2 separate regions of the Mus musculus genome follow, and region 1 is linked to region 2. A link is a contact called in public HiChIP or PLAC-seq data. All regions are on one chromosome and are shown on one strand. The core of a region is the stretch at or near the end of the contact, and the rest is flanking DNA. Distances in the headings are between cores, read along the strand shown.

Region 1 (2,845 bases), core at 346-2,845, 470 kb after region 2:
AAAATAACCTAGCTGGGGGGAAGATGAGAACCCCAGTGTAGCACAGTTTAAAAAGTAGAAAATCAAAGAGCTCAAAGGAGCTGCAGAGATGAGGGCTTGCTGACTGTCAGTGAAGATGTCCACATCCGTCCAGCGGTGGCAATGCTGTCTGTTAGTCTCAGCACTCAGGAAGTAGAGGCAGGCAGCTCTCTGAGTTCCAGGACAGCCAGCACCTTCCTGGCAGGATATCCAGGTCAGAGAAACCCTGTCTCAGAAAACGAAAAGGAAACGTTCACAGGAAGGCTGTAATGCTCCCTGCTGTGACTCAGGTATCCAGGCAGTAGAATATCTCTGCTGTGGGGCTACCCCAGCGCCAGAGGGAAAGCCCTAGAGGGATTCCCACGGACAGTTCCGTGCTGCATCCCGTCCATAGCATGCATCTTCCATGACTCATAGACTGGGTCTTACTACCTGGCCCCACCCAGTCTCTAAGAGTCAGAGGAGTTGGCCTCAGGTGAGCTAGCCAGGGACTGCCTGGTGCCTAGGTGAGGGAGTGAGGGAGACCCTCACTGAGACTATTGAACAGGACAAGGTCATTTAAGTTCAAAAGATGAAGCCTTTTCCAACTACAACTATAATGATTTTGTTTAGTGTTTTTAAGATGTTATTGCTAGTCACTTGTATGGCCTGGCGCATATGCGTGCAGCTAGCTGCCTGTGGAAGCTTTGGGGAGCCGCCAGAGATGGAGGAGAGTGCAGGCCAAGGCAAATCTGCAGCCCCCTCTTTGTTTTTCTGTTTGTTGGTTTGTTTTTTGAAATAGAGTCTGGCCATGTAGTCCTGGCTGACCTCTAACTCACAGAAATCCACCTGCCTCTGCCTTCCAAGTGTTGGAATTAAAGGTGAGCATTGCCCGTCAGACCCTTTGGTTCTTTCTTTGGTCACAGAGAGAGACCGGAAGTCAATTTGCTGGCTGGTGAGAACCACTACATTAGCAAAAATGCTTTGTTCCATTTTCCCGAGGAAAATATTTTTGTTTTTAAATAAGTCATACTCAGATTTAATAATATGTGTTTTTCTTGAATTTTGATTATTGTATCAACATAAGGTGTTTGAATTGTTTTTTTTTTAAGTTTGAAGATGTTAATGGAGGCTCCTCCTCCCTCCCCACCCCCCACCCCCTCCCACACACACACACACATAAAATAGAGGCTGTTGAATTCGCTGTTGAATTCCAAATGCCAGAGATACCACAGCTTGGCCTTCATTACTGCCTTCCCAGCATGGGACTCTGTGCAGATCAAGGGGTGGCTGTGAGAGGAGCTGTAATTGGGCTGATTGGAGCCATTGTGCTGCTCTGGAGCGAGGCTCCCGTAGCCTTAGGGAGGTGATGGTGTCTGGAGAGCACCTGGAAACCTGTCCTCTTTCTCCAGACGAGAGAGCAGAAATACTGGATTTACGTGTTTCCTGTCCCTCACTCCCACCCCCAGTTAAATTGTGGTCCTCACTGTACAACCAAAACCTGACTTATTGTGCATTTATTTCCTAACAGTTGCGAGAAACAATCAAAGCTGGCAAAGGTGTGACTTCAGCTATTGACCTGTGTCGTTACCATGGAAACAAGGCACTAGAGGCCCTGGAGAGCTTCCCTCCCTCAGAGGCCAGATCGGCTTTAGAAAACATTGTGTTTGCTGTGACCAGATTTTCTTGACACCAAATTAAAAAGACACTATTGTTCCTTAGCTGAAAAACCCAGAGAATGAGGCGGACAGGAGAGCTTTTGGTGATGAAATAAGTAACGTGTTTAATGACTTTAGAAATATATGTATTTTTTTTTTCTGTCCTTTATCTGACTGCTTAATGAATCTATCCTTTGGAACCACTACAAACAAAACGAGAAGGAAAAAGGTCACGCGGTTTTCACTTGTCACGCCAGAGCACACTTGAGGCTTCAGCAACAGAAATAATTAATGAGACTCGCTCCCGTGACCTCAGCAAATGGACAGGAAATAAGTCCTTATTGATTGGACCAAGCCCGGGATGGCGCCAGGGCGGTGGCTGTGGTTTTCCTTCCACAGAGGACAGAGCAAGCTGGAAGCTGCAGGTGTCGAGCGAAGCACTGGATGCCAGCTCTGGGGGACACATCAACACCAATGACCAGTCTGTCGTAGTGGAGAAGACCTCAACGCATTAAGCAAAAGTCTGTGTTGCCTGCTGTCTTGAAATCATGTGCATATAGTGTGAGAGGCTTGGGCATCCTAGTTCTTATCAGATTTGGGAGAAGTGAAGGAGATGTTAAGCTGCCAAATACTTGAAATTGAATATTAAAATGTTACCAAGTGTTGACTCAATTGTATAAGAAAGTGTCTGCCTTTCTTTCTTAAAGATCAAATTTAGGACACATTTCAAGCTTGGCATGGTGGCACACACCTTTAATCTCAGCACTCGGGAGGCAGAGGCAGGCTGATCTCTGCGTTCGAGGCCATCCTGGTCTACAGAGTGAGTTCCAGGACAGCCAGAGCTACACAGAGAAACCCTGTCTGGAAAACAAACAAAAAAGATACAATTCAAAGGCCAGTTTCTATATTTCAAAAGCCACGTATCCATTTATGACACTTTGTCTGGGGGACTCCCTCTGGTGTCCCCAGCTTTCAGCAGTGTAACTGTAGTACTGGGCCTTGGTTGGTGAGAGTTTTGTTTTAACCTCAGAATGTCAACTTTTGATATTGAGACACAGACACTGAGTTCCAGAAAGAATACAAGCGCTCACATAGGCCTGCAATCGGATTCTGGCTCCATGCGGTTGGCAGACGGTTGCCGTGGTTTGCACAAATGCAATCGGAGAATCCCGTTGACAAGAAGGCTGAGT
Region 2 (2,700 bases), core at 21-2,520:
CTTAAAGCTCACACCCACAGTGACACACCTACTCCAATAGTGTCACTCCCTGGGCTAAGCATATATAAACCATCACTGGAGGTGTTGGTGGTAGTTGCAGTTTGTTAGTAGTCTTGCCCAAAAAGAGTCAGGGATCTCTCTCTGTCTCTCTGTCTCTCTGTCTCTCTGTCTCTCTGTCTCTGTCTCTGTCTCTCTCTCTCCTATCTAGTGATAGAGGGTGAAACAGTGGTAAGAGTGGGGGATAAAGGGTGGAGGAGGAAAGCACCACACAGTGGCTCTGAGGTACGATGTTGAGACGTGCGCAGTGCTAAATAGAGGGCTATGGTGATACATTTCCTGGCCTTTCCCAGCACAATCCCTATCCCAGAAATCCTTCTGACATAGGTGACTGTCCTGTCTTCAATGCTGACTGGACAAGAGATCTCCCAGAATGCTCTTGGACATTAGTGTACTTCCAGAAGATGGTAGGAAGTGGTCTGCTCGAGAGAAGCAAGTCATCGAGGTCATTGGCACTCGACCTTTCAGACTGAATGGGAAGGGGAGAGGCTGCTAAGTCCTTCCGATGAAGTTGTAGAACTCTCAGCTAGTCCGATGAGCACTGCCCTTCTGAGGCCCGGAGCAGCCAATGAGTCGTGAGGTCTTTCCAGGAGCCAAATTTCTTTCTTTCCAGGAACTAAATATCATTCTGTTAAAGTATGAGAGAGTTTGGTGGACTTAGATTTCTTTATTGTCCATTCTTTCTCAGCCACAATATTTAATTTTCTGTTATTGTTTAATCTTATTTTTGATTTCTTAGGAATTAAGAGAAAAAAAAGACAGCTCCTCTTCAAGAAAATGTAAAATATCAGTTACATTATAAAGTAAATATTTTTCCTGTATAGATATCGGTTAGTTAGATTATTGCTCTCCATTCCGAACAGAGAAATAATTATTAATATAAAGGTTTCATACTTTAACTGCATTTGTGAATAAATTTACTTTTAAATTCTCTATATGTGCAAGAAAATTAAATAAATTGATTCAATACAATCTTTTCATCATAATTATCTTCTATTTTTTCCTTTTCACCAGCAGGGACAATCTTTTGTTAATTAAGTGCTATTGTAACATCACAAAGCTTCAGAAGGCCATAAGGTGTGTTTTACTACAGCACCAGGATGAGGCTGTCATTGTGTGACAAGCCTCTTAAAGAACAATGGGGGAGCTAGGCACTGGGAAACCAGACTGCCTGAGCCTGCGGTGGGGTTGATGCTGATTGAAACATTATGGCTTTTGTTTTGTAAACTGACAGGTTCATTTGCAGATTCTTCAAACTCAGCCTTTGTTAATCTCCTCTTTATTCTGCTTCATTCCCGCAGCCTACTTGGGAAACTGTGATCTCACCCTACCTGGGAGATGGCTGCTGCTCCCTTCCCTTGCTGCCTCTTCCTTCCTTTGCTGAACTGCAGGAAGCAGACATAAACCAAGGACACACTAAGTCCACCTCCCATCTCAGTGAGGAGCTAGCTGGTGTTCCCAGCCCTCTCTGTTATGAAACATAATGAGGCGAGGGGTTACCTGAGGGGACCTTACCAAGGTGTCCCTCTGAGAAGTTATGCCAAGCAACAGATCTGGTATCAAGGGGTCTAATTAGGGGGAAGGGAGGAAGCGAGTTGAATGGACAGACATGTAGACGTGCTCCCTATATGGTCTTCCATCCTGATTAAGGACTTAAGAAGAGAGAGAGAGAGAGAGAGAGGGAGAGAGAGAGAGAGAGAGAGAGTTAGAGAGAGTTGAGGGGTTGGGGACTTGAGAAAACATTGAGCCAGTGCATCATTTGTTTGTGTGGGGCATGGGTGTGAGCAAGACCTGGAGAACGTACTGCAGAATTAATCTAAAGCAATAGTGTTTTCTCTTCTTTTGGACCCAGTGGGATCCTGGGACATTGCTGTAACCCCAAGTATTCTTTGAAAACGCTTGTGAGGAAGAGTGGAGCTTCGTGCTTGGAAGTGGGGTCGCTTGGGTGCTAATTTACAAAAACAAAACAACAACAAAACCAAAAAAACCTTATGGATGTAATTTTGCAGGATAAGCAGCCGTGAGTACCTTTCCTTAGAATACTGAACAGTGTTTGCATCAGAGAGAGAGCCCTAAAGCCTGTCTCTCACCTAGGGCAAGGGCTTCACCTTAATTTCTGCTCGGTGCAAGCATGATGAAATCAGTGCATCCCAGTACTGGTGCAATCCTCCCACCTCACCGTGCTCCTATGTAATTGTGTCACATAATAGGAAATTGTAATAGGCAATTTGGTTGTGTAATTCAGTTTGCAAAGCATGCAAACATGAGATAACTGGGTTATATGCAAATGGGCATTACACTAAGGTGCAGGAAACAAAGGGGAAAGATGCTGTGTCCAAACTTAGAGACAGCTTGGGCTCTCCCCTCCTGGGCCTCAAGGTGGGGAGTTTATTAAAGTTATTTATCCCTGACTTTCCTGTCATCACATGGGATTCGTGCAGACACACTATCTCAGTGTGAGCACTCTTGTGTCCTTACTGCATGCGCCTGCCAGTTTCTCGTTAGTGGAAAGCAGGCTGCAGGCGTGGTACGCTCTTTGCTTCTTAAGGATATATTATTCATCTTCGTGGTGGACAGTGTTTTAATGTAAAGGCCATGGTCTATAAGATTTGATTTTCCAAAGCTTTTTTTATATACTGTTTG

What was found. HiChIP or PLAC-seq counts read pairs in DNA pulled down with a chosen protein or histone mark.
Region 1: an H3K27ac HiChIP or PLAC-seq map of epiblast stem cells shows a contact between it and region 2, with 5 times the contacts expected there. The contact joins two enhancer-like sites. A contact is called at or near these places in 7 of 484 Hi-C or Micro-C datasets (the MC3T3-E1 cell line, MC3T3-E1-derived osteoblasts, cortical neurons and 2 more), 10 of 115 datasets of contacts at active chromatin or transcription factors (embryonic basal ganglia, embryonic forebrain, embryonic hindbrain and 5 more) and 1 of 9 other capture datasets (embryonic stem cells).

The regions. Positions count from the first base shown.
Region 1 is chr10:43,438,271-43,441,115 of GRCm38.p6, forward strand. It overlaps Pdss2 (prenyl (solanesyl) diphosphate synthase, subunit 2), which reads left to right. Exons shown (of 8, transcript NM_027772.2): 8 at 1,529-1,978. The coding sequence ends at 1,687. Among named protein-coding and RNA genes, the nearest start is that of Bend3, 39 kb to the right of the region's middle. Within about 2 kb of position 1,596, at least 95 of the 459 cell types and tissues checked have an H3K27ac peak or open chromatin away from gene starts, as enhancers often do. A contact at or near this core is called in epiblast stem cells, where this site is marked.
Region 2 is chr10:42,967,286-42,969,985 of GRCm38.p6, forward strand. No RefSeq gene overlaps it. Among named protein-coding and RNA genes, the nearest start is that of Gm5079, 23 kb to the right of the region's middle. Within about 2 kb of position 1,271, at least 7 of the 459 cell types and tissues checked have an H3K27ac peak or open chromatin away from gene starts, as enhancers often do. A contact at or near this core is called in epiblast stem cells, where this site is marked.